Regions from separate parts of the Acanthopagrus latus genome. Here region 2 is linked to region 1. A link is a contact called in public Hi-C data. All regions are on one chromosome and are shown on one strand. Each heading gives the region's core, a stretch centred on a gene start, on an enhancer-like site or on the middle of the called end of the contact. The rest is flanking DNA. Distances are from core to core; before and after follow the strand shown. Region 1 holds the start of matr3l1.1 (matrin 3-like 1.1). Region 2 holds the start of LOC119007556 (ubiquitin-conjugating enzyme E2 2-like).

The links. Hi-C and Micro-C count contacts between places; a contact is called where the count stands out from the background.
Region 2: a Hi-C map of muscle shows a contact between it and region 1, with 4 times the contacts expected there. The contact joins the promoter of LOC119007556 here to the promoter of matr3l1.1 in region 1. A contact is called at or near these places in 3 of 4 Hi-C or Micro-C datasets (all in muscle).

The regions. Positions count from the first base shown.
Region 1 is chr18:1,198,598-1,205,803 of fAcaLat1.1, reverse strand. It overlaps matr3l1.1 (matrin 3-like 1.1), which reads left to right and starts at 2,921. Exons shown (of 24, transcript XM_037076332.1): 1 at 2,921-3,072; 2 at 3,425-3,638; 3 at 4,680-5,638; 4 at 5,850-5,911; 5 at 6,988-7,026; 6 at 7,148-7,206. The coding sequence starts at 4,709.
Region 2 is chr18:1,661,253-1,668,458 of fAcaLat1.1, reverse strand. It overlaps LOC119007556 (ubiquitin-conjugating enzyme E2 2-like), which reads right to left and starts at 3,789. Exons shown (of 7, transcript XM_037077316.1): 1 at 3,393-3,789. The coding sequence starts at 3,416. LOC119007875 (a long non-coding RNA gene) reads left to right here and starts at 5,099. Exons shown (of 4, transcript XR_005071257.1): 1 at 5,099-5,227; 2 at 5,368-5,424; 3 at 5,778-5,858; 4 at 6,332-6,855.

The DNA.
Region 1 (7,206 bases), core at 1,672-4,171:
TATGTAAAATATCATAAACCGTATTTTATCATCTTATTTCCACAAACTCATCAGAGTGAAATAGACGGACGCTGACCTGTTTACCGTGTGGTCTGTGGCGCCGCCTGCTGCTTCACCACCACCAACACCACCTACCTGCTGACGTTTGAGTGCAGGGCGGAAACAGCACGGACAGTGAAAGAGAAACGTTTGATTCAGTTACATGTTGATGTTGTTACTTTATGTTTTTACGTGTCTCCTCATTTGTTCTTCTCTTTGTTAAATGCATCCTGTGTTTTATCTGAGTGTATTTCTGAAGCATGTCATCGAGGATTTAAGGCCAACGTGAACGAGAAGACTCTAAAATGTCATGATAAAGTCCAGGCGACAGTACAGAAAGCCTGTCAATTGACGGTGACATGAGATCAACAGCTATATTTCTAATAATTTATTTTGACCGGATGGATAAACTTCTTATTTTCATCTAATCATAATATAAAAAAAAAAAATCGCATTGAAAGTCAAATCAACTCAATCATTAAAAGTCATATCAAACAATCTTTGTTAAAAATTGTTTTACATTAAATGTTTTCATCTGTAAAACTATCTCTATAAAATTACGCACAATAAAGTGAACATGAAGACCATCTGAGATATATATAATACAGGGTTATATAATAATATAGACTGTTGATGCTGGAAGCTTTGGTTTTGTTCTAGAGGCCAGAAAGAGAAAACTAAAAGTCATTTTGTGCATGGAAATTGACTTTAAGCGAACAGTTTGATTATTATAAAGTTGCGTGGAGCAGTGAAGCGGTCGTGCTGGATGTGTCTGAGTCCTGCTGATTTCTGTTTTCATTCGGCAGATTTGAATCACTGGCTGATGAAGGAGATGAGGTCAGTGTGTCTGCAACTATGGACGGTGTTTGGTTTGAAAACTGTCCTACAGCGCATCCCTACGGTCAAAACATCATATGACATGAGACACTCAGGCCCCTGTCTGAGAAATATACATATATATATATATATATATATATATATATATATATATATATATATATATATATATATATATATATATATATATATATATATACAATGTCTACCACATAAGTATGTAAAGTTAATTGTATGTATTTCTTTATCTATCTTTGTCAGACAACCGTTAGATATAGATACTTAAATATAAACCTTGATTTATTCATGTTTTCTGTATCTTATCTATTCATATTTTATTTATTTTATTTTGTTTATTTTAATTGGTATTAATTTTTTCATGGTTTTCTTTTATTATTTATTTATTTTATTATTTAATTAACATGTCATTTGTTTTTACAGTTTTTTTTGGATTGCATAAACACTAAAATCAAAAGTCGTACACAATTATAAAAAACTTACACTCAAGGAGCAAAACTCCAGACCAGATCAGCACAGCTATAAGCACAATGTCAGCTTCACACTGTTTGCAAATGACTGCACACAGTAAAATTGCAAAACACTAAACACACTTGTATACATTAGACACAGATGCATATCATGATGTCACTTCCTTGCAAATTCCAAAGCGATGACTTTCAAATGACCACACTCATTATCTAATTGGTTAAACACAACACTCAGGTGCACCAACACATGATTGCGTAATTGTAGACACACAAATCAGGTTCAAGCACTACAAAAAGGCAGCAGGTGAGTTCACCTGTCTTCTACCACAATGGAACGAGTGAGATGAGGAAGAGTCAGAATGAGAGGAGGAATTCAAAGAGAAGGAGAAGGAGGTGAAGGCAGAGGCCATGCCAGAGGTCAAGGCGGAGGTGGAGGTAGAGGAAGAGGAAGAGGACGAGGACGAGGCAGAGGAAGACCGGAAGCAGGAATACATGCCCTAAGAAGGAGAGGACCAAAATGAAATTTGGGCAACATTAGTTGACCATGTGGTGAACCACGGACTGACGCTGAGGGAGGCTGGACTGAGAGTTCAGCCAAATCTTAGCAGAGATACAGTGGCATCTGTGATCAGGACATTTAGACAAGAAAACAGGTTAGGTTAACAAATCTTTCTACAAAAGTTATCAACTGCATAGTATTTACCATATCAGCACTGTTCATGCTGGTTCCTGTGAGATCCTATGTATTTCTTTCCACATAGGATTCAGGTTCGAGAGCAACAAGGAGGGAGGGGGCCTGTTTTCACACAAGAACAAGAAAGAGCAATCACAAACATGATTCTGGCCAATAATGCAATCTCAGAGAAATGCACGGCGGTTCTTCCCTCGTCGTCTTGCTAATGAAGATATCGCCTGTGATGACGATGAAATTCTCTGGCCTGATCCAGCTTGGCGAAGAGATAATCCCTAATATTTTCCCTGCTGGATTTTCTTTTCTTTTCTTTTCTTTTTTTTTTTGATTGGGTGTGTATTTTATTTTTTGGTGTTATGCACAGTACCGTTGTAGCATGAACATCTTTTGTTGAAATTTTGACTGATTTAGATAAATAACGTATATTTTCATCACTCTTCAGCATTGGTCTTGTGTTGTATTTGGTGAATTTTTAGTATTGTATATTTGCACTTTCTCTGTGTACTTCACTTACATTACTCAAATAACTAATGAGTAGAATTGCTAAAAGTGTTTTTAGGTTAAGCGCAGCAGTGTGTAACTGGTTCAGACAGAATTAAGTCATATGAAACGTGTGTGTTTTCATATGGTAAGAAAATATCATTTTTATAAAGTAGTGTATAGTTTTTACAAGAGCGTTTCATTTTGCAAGGTGTTCTGCTAATTGTGTGTATGGTTGTGCTAATTGTGTGTCGTGTTTTGAAAAACCGAGCCCTCTATTCGAAATCGTGCCTAAGCAATTGAAAAAATCGCAGTGAGTTGTCCACAGCAGCAGGGGGTGGTGGTTCAGCCTAGTTTGGTCTGAAGACCGTCATAGTCGTAGAAGAAGAATCCCTCTAGCCTGTAAGTTTGCTAGCTATTAGCTGTTAGCTCCTTTTTAATGCAACTGTCTGCAGTTAAAACAAAGTCGTCCCTTGTTGCTTCCTGTCTTAATGAACGACTCGGAGCTGTGTTAAGGAGTCCGGTGTTTCTCTTGAGGTAAGCTCGCTGCTCAGCTCATCTCTGTTGTAAGATAACCGTGATGATGCTCGGAAAGCTAACGCTGTTAGCATGTTGAAATAACGTCTGGTCTCATACAGATGAATGTAAACTGAATCCACACATAAGCTCTGAGACTCAACAGGACGCTGACCAACATGTCATTCACCAGCTTGGCTATTATCTTCAGTAGCATTAGCTTATAAACAGTTATATTCACACGAAAGTGGCTACGTATCTCTGAATGTTCTGTGTTTCTGTTCTGATGAGTCTTCATGTTCTGCTATAACTACTCTGTCTGCTGGTACGGTTCTGTAGTGGTTCTGAACAACTCTTATCTCTTCTGCCTCAGGTTCACTGGCTCCTCCTCTTTTCGTCACAAACAGCTGGGAGAACACTTTCAGTCCTAAGCATGATGAATGCATAGTGGTATACAGTAAAACACAGAAGAGCCTCACAGTAGAGACTCTGACACCAGTGTTCGGTATTATTGACTTCTTATTGATCAGATCAGATAATCCATCGTTGATCCCAGAGCAGGAAACTCACGTGTTACAGCAGCACAGGTACACAAAGATGTAGAACCTATATAACAGTTAAAGCAACACTTTGTCATTGTTTCACCTTAAAGCAGCTCTGCATAGTTTTGTAGATCACCTCATTAGTATTAATGGAGTATTAGATATAAACCTATTTCTACAAGAAAAGAAGGCCCCAGAACAGTGTGAAGCTAGAAAGGTGGCAGGGTGGCATTTCTGCATAATGTTGCTTTAAACGTATTGTATGTAAAATAATAGACTAAACAAGAGCAACAAAGCTCAAAGTTACACACAGTAGCAGTAGACATTACCAACAGTTGGTGTACTGTGAGTAATACTGCAGTAGTGTTGAGATTCATAGCAGTACAGAATCTGTCAGATGTAACCGGGTACACCAGTGTTTTACAGGATGTTACATCATACTTCTGAGTTAGTGTCTAATCAGAGCTTTGTTTGTTTGTTTTATTCAAACACTGGACCCTGCACGTTAATTAACATGAGCACTAAAGTCTTCATCCTGGCGATGTGTCATTAAAATGACAGCAGGTTTGGTTTGTCTGCAGATGGAAGGAGACGTATGATTGGCTGCAGATAATAAAGTAAACGCAGTTTCATCAGTCTGTAAGAACATCCAGATATGTTTCTGATGATAAATACTGTAACATACATGGATTTGACATATTTTTAGAACAAGACATATTTTCTGTGGCAGAAACACATGAGATCTTTTTTAATGAATATCTTTTACATGTATATACAACAAGAAAGTGTTTCCTGTGAGAATTTGAAAGATCTTTCTCCTGAGAGTGAAACACATTTGTTACTCTGCAGCAACAAATCATCTGAAGCTGTGAATTAGTTGCTGAGCCCAGCGCCTGCAGATGGAGCGCCATCTGTTTCTGTATCTGAGCCTTGTTTCATGTACATCAGTCCTCAGGTGTCTGCTCTGAGATCTGAACTGCTCATCTTGCTCAGTGAATTGCTTTCAGGATGAACAGTCTTCAACCTTTCCGTCACTGTAAGTCACATTTGACATCTCCTGTCTTCCCTGACACCTTCTGTCTGCAGGAAACGCCGCAAGCGTTTCTTCTCCCATCATGTCTCACAACTACCCATACAGACGACCGCCACTCGACTCTGATCTCAGACCTGGGCCCTACAGTTCGTCTGACCGCCGTCATGCCCCGCCAGACCACGACTTTTACAGGCCACCTCAGGAGTCCTGCTCCTCGTCCTTCCCGTCCTCCTCCTCCTCATCCTCCAGAGGAGTTCAGTGGTCACAGGACGGCGCCCTCAGCATCCTGAGCAGCTGTGGTCTGGAGCCTGCTGACCTGGCTCTGCTCGCCAAGCTGCCCGAAGATGTCCTCAACGTCGAGTCTCTTCCTCATGTCCTCCAACAGATCAAAGGGAAGAGGGGTCCAATCGCACCTCTCGCTCCCAGTGTTCTTTCCTCCTCCTCCTCATCTTGCTCCTCTTATCCTCGCAGCTCTGCAGGTCTACCAGCCGTAAACTTATCTGCCACTGACTGGGATCATCACCACAGCCCGCCGCTCCAGTGCCTGTTGGACCAGGTCACCAGTCCTCTTTCATCTGACCTGGATCGCTGGGGCAACCCCAGGACCACTGGCTCTGTCAGGCTCCATCCACCATCATCCTCCTCCTCTGGCTCCGTGGTGGACTACCACCACAGACTGGGACCCTCTGAGTATGGTAAGGTGGGCAGAGGTGCCAGTCCGGGTCCCTCTCAGGACCTAAACGCTTTCAGCTCGGCAGGAGCCAAAAGAACTCAAGCTTCCCGTTTCTCTGGGTCAGGATCAGCTGATCACAGGTCAGCTCCTCCGCTTGAGCAGCTCCATCAGAAACCCCGTGGGGGACGCCACCAGTCTGAGACCTCTTCCATGAGAAGTAGCAGTCGACCAGCTGCCAACATGCCCTCAGAACTGGAAGCTCTAGACTTCCAGGGGACGACTCCTCCGTGGTACCCGTACTCGTGCTCTCTGTGTGACATCACTGTGATGTCAGAGAGGGTAAGTACTCCTCCTCCTCCTGTGTGGCCGGTTAGTGTTGTAAAAGTACTGCTGTAGACATGTTTGAATAAAGGAGGTTAAAGGTCAGAGTTTTCCTCGACTCTCTCTGTCTGATGGGTTGGGGGGTGATTATCAGACCTCTTGCTGCAGAGCATGATGGGCCATCAGGTGGAGACAGTGATGATTTGTTTTTCTGCTTTTTGTGTTCCAGGTGTGGATCAAACACATAAACGGCGCTCAGCATGCAGACGGACAGCTCGGTCTGCTGCAGCGGTCAGTCTTTTAAACGTCTGTCCTCTGATGTCATGTAGAACAGTCATGTCACTGCATGTCGGGATGTTCCAGGTGTTTTTTTTTACTGTTTTTTTATTTCCTGGAGACTTACCTGAACCAGGACATCTGTCATGATGATTTGTTGTCCACTTGCTTTAGCCGTTCTTCAGGTGTGTCCTGTGGTAGGAAAGTGACTGATGACTGTGGTTTGTATTCCCTCACCTTCTCCCATGTAGCAGGTTCCTTCACTTTGTGCTGAGCATCATAACTCCAGGCTCAGTTACTATGACAGCTCATGCTTGAAATTGACCCAGTCCGTAGCCTCTGCCCGTCAGTCTGAACCTGAGCTGTTTCTCTAACACTTACCTGACAGAAAAGCAAAGACTTTTCCAGTGAGCACCAGTCAGAAAAATTCATGTTTTTAGTCAATCGAGTCAAATAAAGACAATGAGTTAAATAATGATACAATGATACATGTAATGGTGTGTGTTGGGGGTAGGACGGCGACATGAGGCCATACGATAAAATGAACTGTGTAAACATCTTTTAACGTTCAGTGTTGATGTCCAGTGACGGCCTCAGATGTTCGCCTGTAGAATCATTGAACAGGTGAACCTACGTCCCCGCTGACAGCTCAGTCTCAGTACACTGGATCAGACTCAGCTGAGCTGCCCAAAGTACAGTTTCACAGTTGAAGTTAGTTCCTGTTCACAAAGTCAGTCTGTCAGCCTTTCTACACTTTTGTCAATTTACAATTTTGTCTCTGGCAGCTGTGTTCATTTGTTGTTTTGTGTTCATTTTGTGATTAGATGTTTTAATTCTTTGGAGGTTTCCAGAAGTGAGCACCACTGTTTGGCACAGTGGATCAGTTTGATGAGTGTTCGACTTCATGGTCTGATGTACCTTTATGGCTTTTGTACATAGGACAGCTCTGATTGGATAAAAGTTTTAGGTCACACAGGATTAGTTGAATGTGTGTTAATTGTAGTGCTCGTGACTCCCTGGAGGGATGGACTGTGTGTGAATTAAACATCTAAAGTTTAAACTTAATTTCTAACTGTTGTGTCTATCTGCAGTTTTCCTAACTGGGACTGTCGCATGGAGACAGTCGGCAGGTCAGTGTCACGCGTCAGCAATCAATACTCTGGGTTCATGTCTGTAAGGACCCTGGACATTATTTAGTTATCAGGTTTAATTAGGAGAAACTCACGTTACAAACTTGTCCTCTTATTTAAGGACCGACAACCAATCAGAGAAGAGGAAGGATGAAGACAAACCAGGCCAGCAGCCTCAGA
Region 2 (7,206 bases), core at 2,540-5,039, 460 kb before region 1:
TGGTCTAAGTTATTTTACACTCATCTGTCTTGAACCAATGAAACTGCTGATAGAACATGCTTCATGTTTGTCTGTGGTCATTTAGTGTTTTGCATGTCACTCACTCACACACACACACGACTAATTGAACCAGTTCATCTAGTGTGGTTCTAATGTGTTAGTCTTATTTAAGATGACAAAATTCAATAAATTACCACTGAAGGCTCCTCTGAATTTTAGAGTTCAGATTCAGGGGTTCTGGGATTTGTTTAAGGTTACAAGACTGTAAATGTTAATTAATGAATAATAAATAGACTTTCCTGTCTGTCCTTTCCTGAGCCAATTTCACAGAAACAATCACTGTTTGTATCAGCCAAAACACAAAGATATCCAGTTTAATATCTTTGTAGAGGAAGAGAAACAGCAGAATGTCTGATATTGATGATGAGAGAATTCATTGCTGATCTTTAGACTTGATAGCTTTAGTTATATGATCAAACAATCAACAAACGACCACACATTTGTCATTTATCAAACAGGATCTGTCTTACAACAGACACATTCTGAAGGCTGAACTTTAGCAGCTCACACATGAAGCCCTCGCTCTCTGTGCCATGTGAAGGCAGCATTAGAAACAAACAGACACACAGGCTTTATTGATGTGCAAGCAGTAGCTCTATTTTTACTGTGTGGACAGAGGAGTCGGAGGCCAGTTCAGGAGAAAACACACGGCTGCTTATAGGACGACCGCTTTGGATTTCCAGCCTGCAGGTCTCCCTGAAGCCAAACTGTGTGTGTGTGTGTGTGTGTGTGTGTGTGTGTGTGTGTGTGTGTGTGTGTGTGTGTGTTGGTATGTGACATACGGGCTCACACACAGCTCAGCTTTCAGGTCTGACTGAGGAGAGAAAACGTTCAGGAATTCAGACACTGACTGTGACAGGCAGCTGGGAGAGCAGATATTACACGTACACACAATATTGTGGTTATTAATTAAATATTTTACTGGTTTTATTGATCTCTTCTAAAAATATAAAGTCATGTTCCACTACATATGTTGCCTGGAAAACCCCCTCAGACACTGGTTCCTCTTTGTATCTCTCACTGTGTACAACAGAGTTTTTCCTTAATGATTAAAAGTGTATATTAAATCGATTTATAAAATATCATTAAGAACATGAGCTGCCTGATTCTTTTCACCTGCATGAGTTCCTGTTGTTCAAATATAAAAAAGGGAAGTTAAATTGGCTTTCAAGACACTGAAACACCGGAAGTGAAAAGGATAATAAAATGACCTTTGTGATACTTTGACTTTGGTTTTTACTCACGTTTGTTTGACCAGCATCATCTTTAAAAAGCACATAAGACAGCTTCCTGAACACATTTCAACTAAACTGAATAGTTATAGTCTTTGCATTGTTTATTATTTTAATCTACATGAATCTGCTTACTTTTACAGCACAGTTTTTAACAGGAGGGCAGACATACTCATCTTTCCTTCCTCTGAACACAGGGATTGTTGGACTACACACCACTAATAACTTGAGAACTCACTGACATCAAATTCTATTTAACTGTTATCATTGTGTGAAAAACACACCAAATGGCATCTTGTGACTCGGAAATAGCTCAGAAACACTGTTCAAACTGAAACAAGACAGAACTTTATTCATCCTGAAGGAAATTTGTGTGCAGCTGTTTCAGCACAAATATAATAAAAAGGTGCAAATTATTTCAATAAAATAAAATCACAGCTCGAGGAGGCAATGGTGATTTTGTGTTTCATTTGGCTCTGCTGGGTCTGTGTTGATGGAACAGTGTTGACGATAACCATGATGTTAAAAAAAAAAAGAAGTACTGATGTAGTGTTATTAATACACATGATAATATGTATGAATAATCTGGTTGTCAATCCTTTGTTTATCAGTTCATCTGGTTTCCTTTTCACTATTCATGAAGTGCATTTGCTCTTTTTGGAGAGTTGTGTTTTTTTGACAAAAACAAAAAAAGAGAAAATACAACAAACTAAGATAATAATTCTTTGTTTTAGATTTTCTATAGATATCAGGATAATATCATCACTGAGAATTCATGAAAATCCGATATCATAACAGATGTAGTCCGCACCAAACAGTCATGTTCTCTCATGACTGGAGAATAAGAGTTTTAGTTCAGCAGCACCTCAGTTCTTCAAAAAAAAAAACAAAAAAAAACAAAAACATGTTCTGGTCTCGTATTTTACCAATAGAAAAACTACTGCAGCTCGTGTGATTTCAATCTTGCACATTGCCAAATATCGACAACCCAAAGATTATTTGGTAAGACTAACTGAACTGACTGTAATCAATTGATCTCAGCTGTCTTGTTTTGTCTGCAACTCAACAGATCTTCAGTTTACTGTCACAGAGGAGGAAAGAAACAGGAAAATATCCACATTTAACAAACTGATATCACACACTGAGGAAGAAATAATTTATTCTCAAAAAATTACTCAAAGTGATTAACAGATTATCAAAATAGTGTGTGATTAATTTTATAACTGACACAATGTATCAATATAAACACAGTGGAAATATAACACACCAGAATTAATGATAATGAATGGTTTTACACACCAAGCCTTGATCAGATTTTTGATGTTGTTTGACTCTTATTCAAAGATAAAATATTGACCCATTTAACACATAACCTGGGGGGTCGTCTTACCTATTATGTGGAGTGTTTTATGTGAGGAAAACTTAAAAGACATAAAACGTTAAAATGTGTAAATTTAAAGAAATATCATACGGACTTCTCAGCAATGTAAATGACTGTTTTAATTTAGGTTCCCAATTGACATGGAGGTGAGACCACAATCAACCGTTGTGTGAATCTTGTGTACATTGTGATATAATCTTAATTTTATTGAGTGTACACCTGTAAGACAGATCTCAGGGTGAGAACAGCTGAAACTCACAACCGAAAGCTGAATGTGGACAACACAGAAGCTGATATTACTAAATAACTGCAGATTAAACTGTTATTTAACTGAATATGAACAGAAGTAAGTGAGGGAAGATCTGAGTCAAAGGCCTGACACTGAGGCTAATTAAAGCTAACATCAGCTAAGTAAATTGGACCATTGTTTCATATGAAGCCTTACAGACCGCCGCGGGGGGCTCCGTCCAAACCCGGTCTCAAGGAACACCGATACACGTGAACACAACACAGAAAATACCTCTACACGTCCCCTCGGAGCATGAACCAAACCCCGGCTACGATCTGACCGTTTAAACCAAATGTTTCATCGGCAGCAGCTGTCTGGCTGAGAACAAGCTAAAGCTGCTAGCTAGCTGAGAGTTAACGGCACAAACATCTGAACACGACCAAGTCAGACTGTGGTTATCGTTAAATATGATAATAAGGAGGCTCGTTACCTTGGAAATTCGTTTTAAAGCCATTGTGTCTGCGTGAAGGGACCGGCTGTCGAGGAGAAGGTGGAGGAAGAGGAGGAGGAGGAGGAGGAGGGCAGGCCAGCTAGGTACCGCTAACTAACTAGCATCTAGGACTTTGCTAGCTTTTGTGGCTGGCTTCAGACGCTAAGCTAAGCTAGCTATGCTACACATACGCCGGGTAAACTTCAAACTGTTAAATTTTTAATCTTGTCTTTTTCACCGAATAAAGCTCAGTGTGGAGACTGACTCCACTGCACGTCAGCCCCGGCTTCAGGCTGACACTCGAATAATGGACCGGACCGACCGCAGAGGCTCAAAATGTCTTCCGTTACCCACAGAGCGCAGCTGTCAGAGGACCGGGAGCAGGAGGTCTCACTCTGATTCTATTTCAAGGCACCACAGAAACTGCACCCAACAACATGGCCGTCGACATAACGACGGTTCATGAGGTGGAATAAAAGCAAGAGTCAAAATATTTTGTAGAGTTATATCATCAAGAAGAATACACATTAATAGAATCAGTTGTAACATTTTAGGACGAAATAAGTTCTGATTTTAATTATAAGTCAAGATATTAACGGAATAAAGCTCTGACTTGCCCCCCTAATTAAATATATATATCATGTTCATCATAATTTTACGGCATGATTAAAGAAATGTTAAGTATTTCCTTTAACAATGTGTGGCTGTATTCTCATTTTCTCGATTGTATGCAAAAAGTACCATTTTATTTGTAATGTTATGATTTTTACAGAAGCCAAGAAAGGCCATGGATTTTCCTTTTTTTATGCACTGTTATCTCGTGATAATGACTTATTATCTGGTTATCTCGACATAACAGCATTTGTTTTCTCGTGATAATTAATTAATTAATGATGTGATATCCGTAAAATTAAATGAACACATATTAATTACGTTTCACTTTACATTGCTAAGTTAACGTTAGCCTACATTTACGTTACCTTAGCTGAAGCAGCCGGATAGATGGGAGTTTGTCAGCCTCTCATCTGCTAACTGGTAGCTCCTAAACAAACCCAGTCAAGTAAACAAACTAACGTGAAGTGTAACTCACCGGTAGGCTACAGCTGCAGACGGCTACGGCAGCCGTTCGTGGCAGCTCTTGTAGGTTGAAATCAAGACGAACATAATTAATGCGTTATCACGAGAAAACAACCTTTGTTATATCGAGATAATGAGATAATAAGTCATTATCACGAGATAACAGTGTATATATATATATATATATATATATATATATATATATATATATATATATATATATATATATATATATATATATATATATATATATATATATATATATAATCTACGGAAGCCGAAATTGGCCATGGATTTTTCTTTATATATATATATATAGCCAATTTCAATTTCGGCTTCCATAGATTTTGTTTAAAAAAAAAAAAAAAAAAAAAAACTAACGCAAAATATGTTGACGTCATTCATTTCTAAACTATTTTGGTCTAACATTGGTCTTAAAACCCTGTTGTAAACATCAAAATGTACGAATAAAAAGTTCTTATGAGGAAAGTTTGTACATTTTTTGGCTATGTTTTCATATTTGAAAAATGAATAATAAGGTGGAGGTGGAGTTGGAGCAGTCGGCGGAGGAGTGGGTGGAGGTGGAGGAGGTGGAGCAGGTGGCGAAGGAATGGGTGGAGGAGGTGGAGCACTCACCTGACTGAACGAGCCCAGGGCATCTTCATGACTTCATGACATGCATCCTGACCACAAAATGTCTGTGACCTTCAGCACAACAGTTTCATGGACACAGCATTGTTATGACTTATGAGACACATGTCAGTAAAAATTAACTGTCAATTCATATTTCAATGAGGTTTTAACATTAGCTTGAAAGTTAAACTCTGAAATTAGCACAGACAAGCTTTAGCTTAGCATTAGCCATCAGCTAACGTTAGCTTCTTGTGTCCTACTGCAGATAACTGAACCTGCTGCAAATGGTGGAAGTAATCAAGTACTGGAGTACTGTTCTGAGGTAATTTACCTGTATTTCACTTGAGTATCAGGCTGCCAGTCTCTGCTTCAATTCAGAGGCAAACATTTTACTTTTTAACTTAATTAATTTGATAACTTTTTGCATGTTCAGAGTATTAATGCAAAATATAATCAACTAATCAATTACAATGTAATGTTATAGATTAACATTAAACTTTGTGGAGGGAAACCAGCCAGCCAGCAGAATGTAAAGACATTAAAAGGAGCTTCACCTTTACATGAAAGAGAACACATTATTGTGTAGATAATAATGAAAAATGGGCATTTCTGCTTAATGAGTACTTTTACTTGTGGTACTCTATGTATGATTTGATACTGATCTCTGTTTTACAGGATGCACAAGAAGAAATTCTGCTTTGTGAGGAGATGGATGCCAAGAACATGAAAGTGTCCATCACACATCCAAGTTCTCAGGTGAGCAGTTTGTTTCACTGAGCCCTTTTCCTCTGTTTGAGGATGTGAATATAAAACACATGAAGGAGTACTGTACATCCTGCAGTCACACACACACGGAATGAAACATGGTGAATTTCAAAGGTTGACTCTGGTATTTTGTTAACATAGACTATATATTTAAAGTTCACACATTTTAAGATAGATTCAAATGATAGTATTTATTTATTTACACTCCATTTATGAAAGAAGAAACATTTTACTGATCTAAACATGTCACATTTTACAGACACTAAACAGTAACAATATAGGCTACTTCTTTGTCCCTGTGGAGAAAGTCTCCAGACTGCCTTAACAAATGTGTCAGTTTAGTGAGTTGTTGAGTTGGAGACACTTTATAATCTCTGTCTCTGACTCCTTCTTCTGCTTCATTATTTGGACCTTCTTGTAAATTCACAAATGTTCTACATGAATTTCTTTCTGTCTTCGAGTAGAGACATGGAGTCTGTTTGTCCCAGTGATGGACGGGTTTGTTTCATATAGAGCAGGAAGTGACATCAGGTGGTTTTTGTTACTTGTGTTCACACATGCCCATAAAAAGTCATACTTACATGTAATGTTAAAGTGTATGAAACTGAACATTGAAAACCTGAACTTTTTCACATAATCTTGAATAATTGTTATATTAAATGAATGGTGTTAAAGTTAGCTGGCAGTGCAGATACATACACTGTGTTTAAGTCTCATCTCCTACAGGTCTATCGATGATGTAGTGGATACAGCAGTTGTTTTGAGCTGTTTTCTCCACTAGATGTCACTCTCTACTTTCACTTAAATGATCCAAGCGAACTCTGTTTGCTTTTCCTCTAAATTCAGCAAATTCAGACCTCCGTCTGTGTGTATCTGAGCTGTTTGACATGTTTTTAAAGATGATGATATCTGTATTTGCTCAAAACAAAGTGAGGAAAAAGGGAAATCAGCTCATCCTGTCCTCAGAGCTGCTTTGAGGAAGGTTTCATGCAATGATTCACAGCCTTTATTGATTTTAAATTGATATAACCACAAGATCAACAGAGGGGTTTTTTTCTGATTCTTTCTCTTCTGGGGAGCAGCTTTCTTCCAGATTCTGTTTTTTTTACGGAAATACAGAAGTTGGTGTTTTCAAATTTATCGATGAGAAGCCTGCTTGTTTTTTTCTTCTAAGCATTTTCTTCCTCATCTGATCCAAGTACAGTTTAACACAGTTTAACATGCAGTCAGACAGAAATCTGTCTCCGTCTGGCTCATTCAGGTCTGTAGAAATGAACAGTTGTGTTTGTCAGTAAAAGACTGCATATCGTCTTCTAAAAGGACAAAACATTTGTGAAAC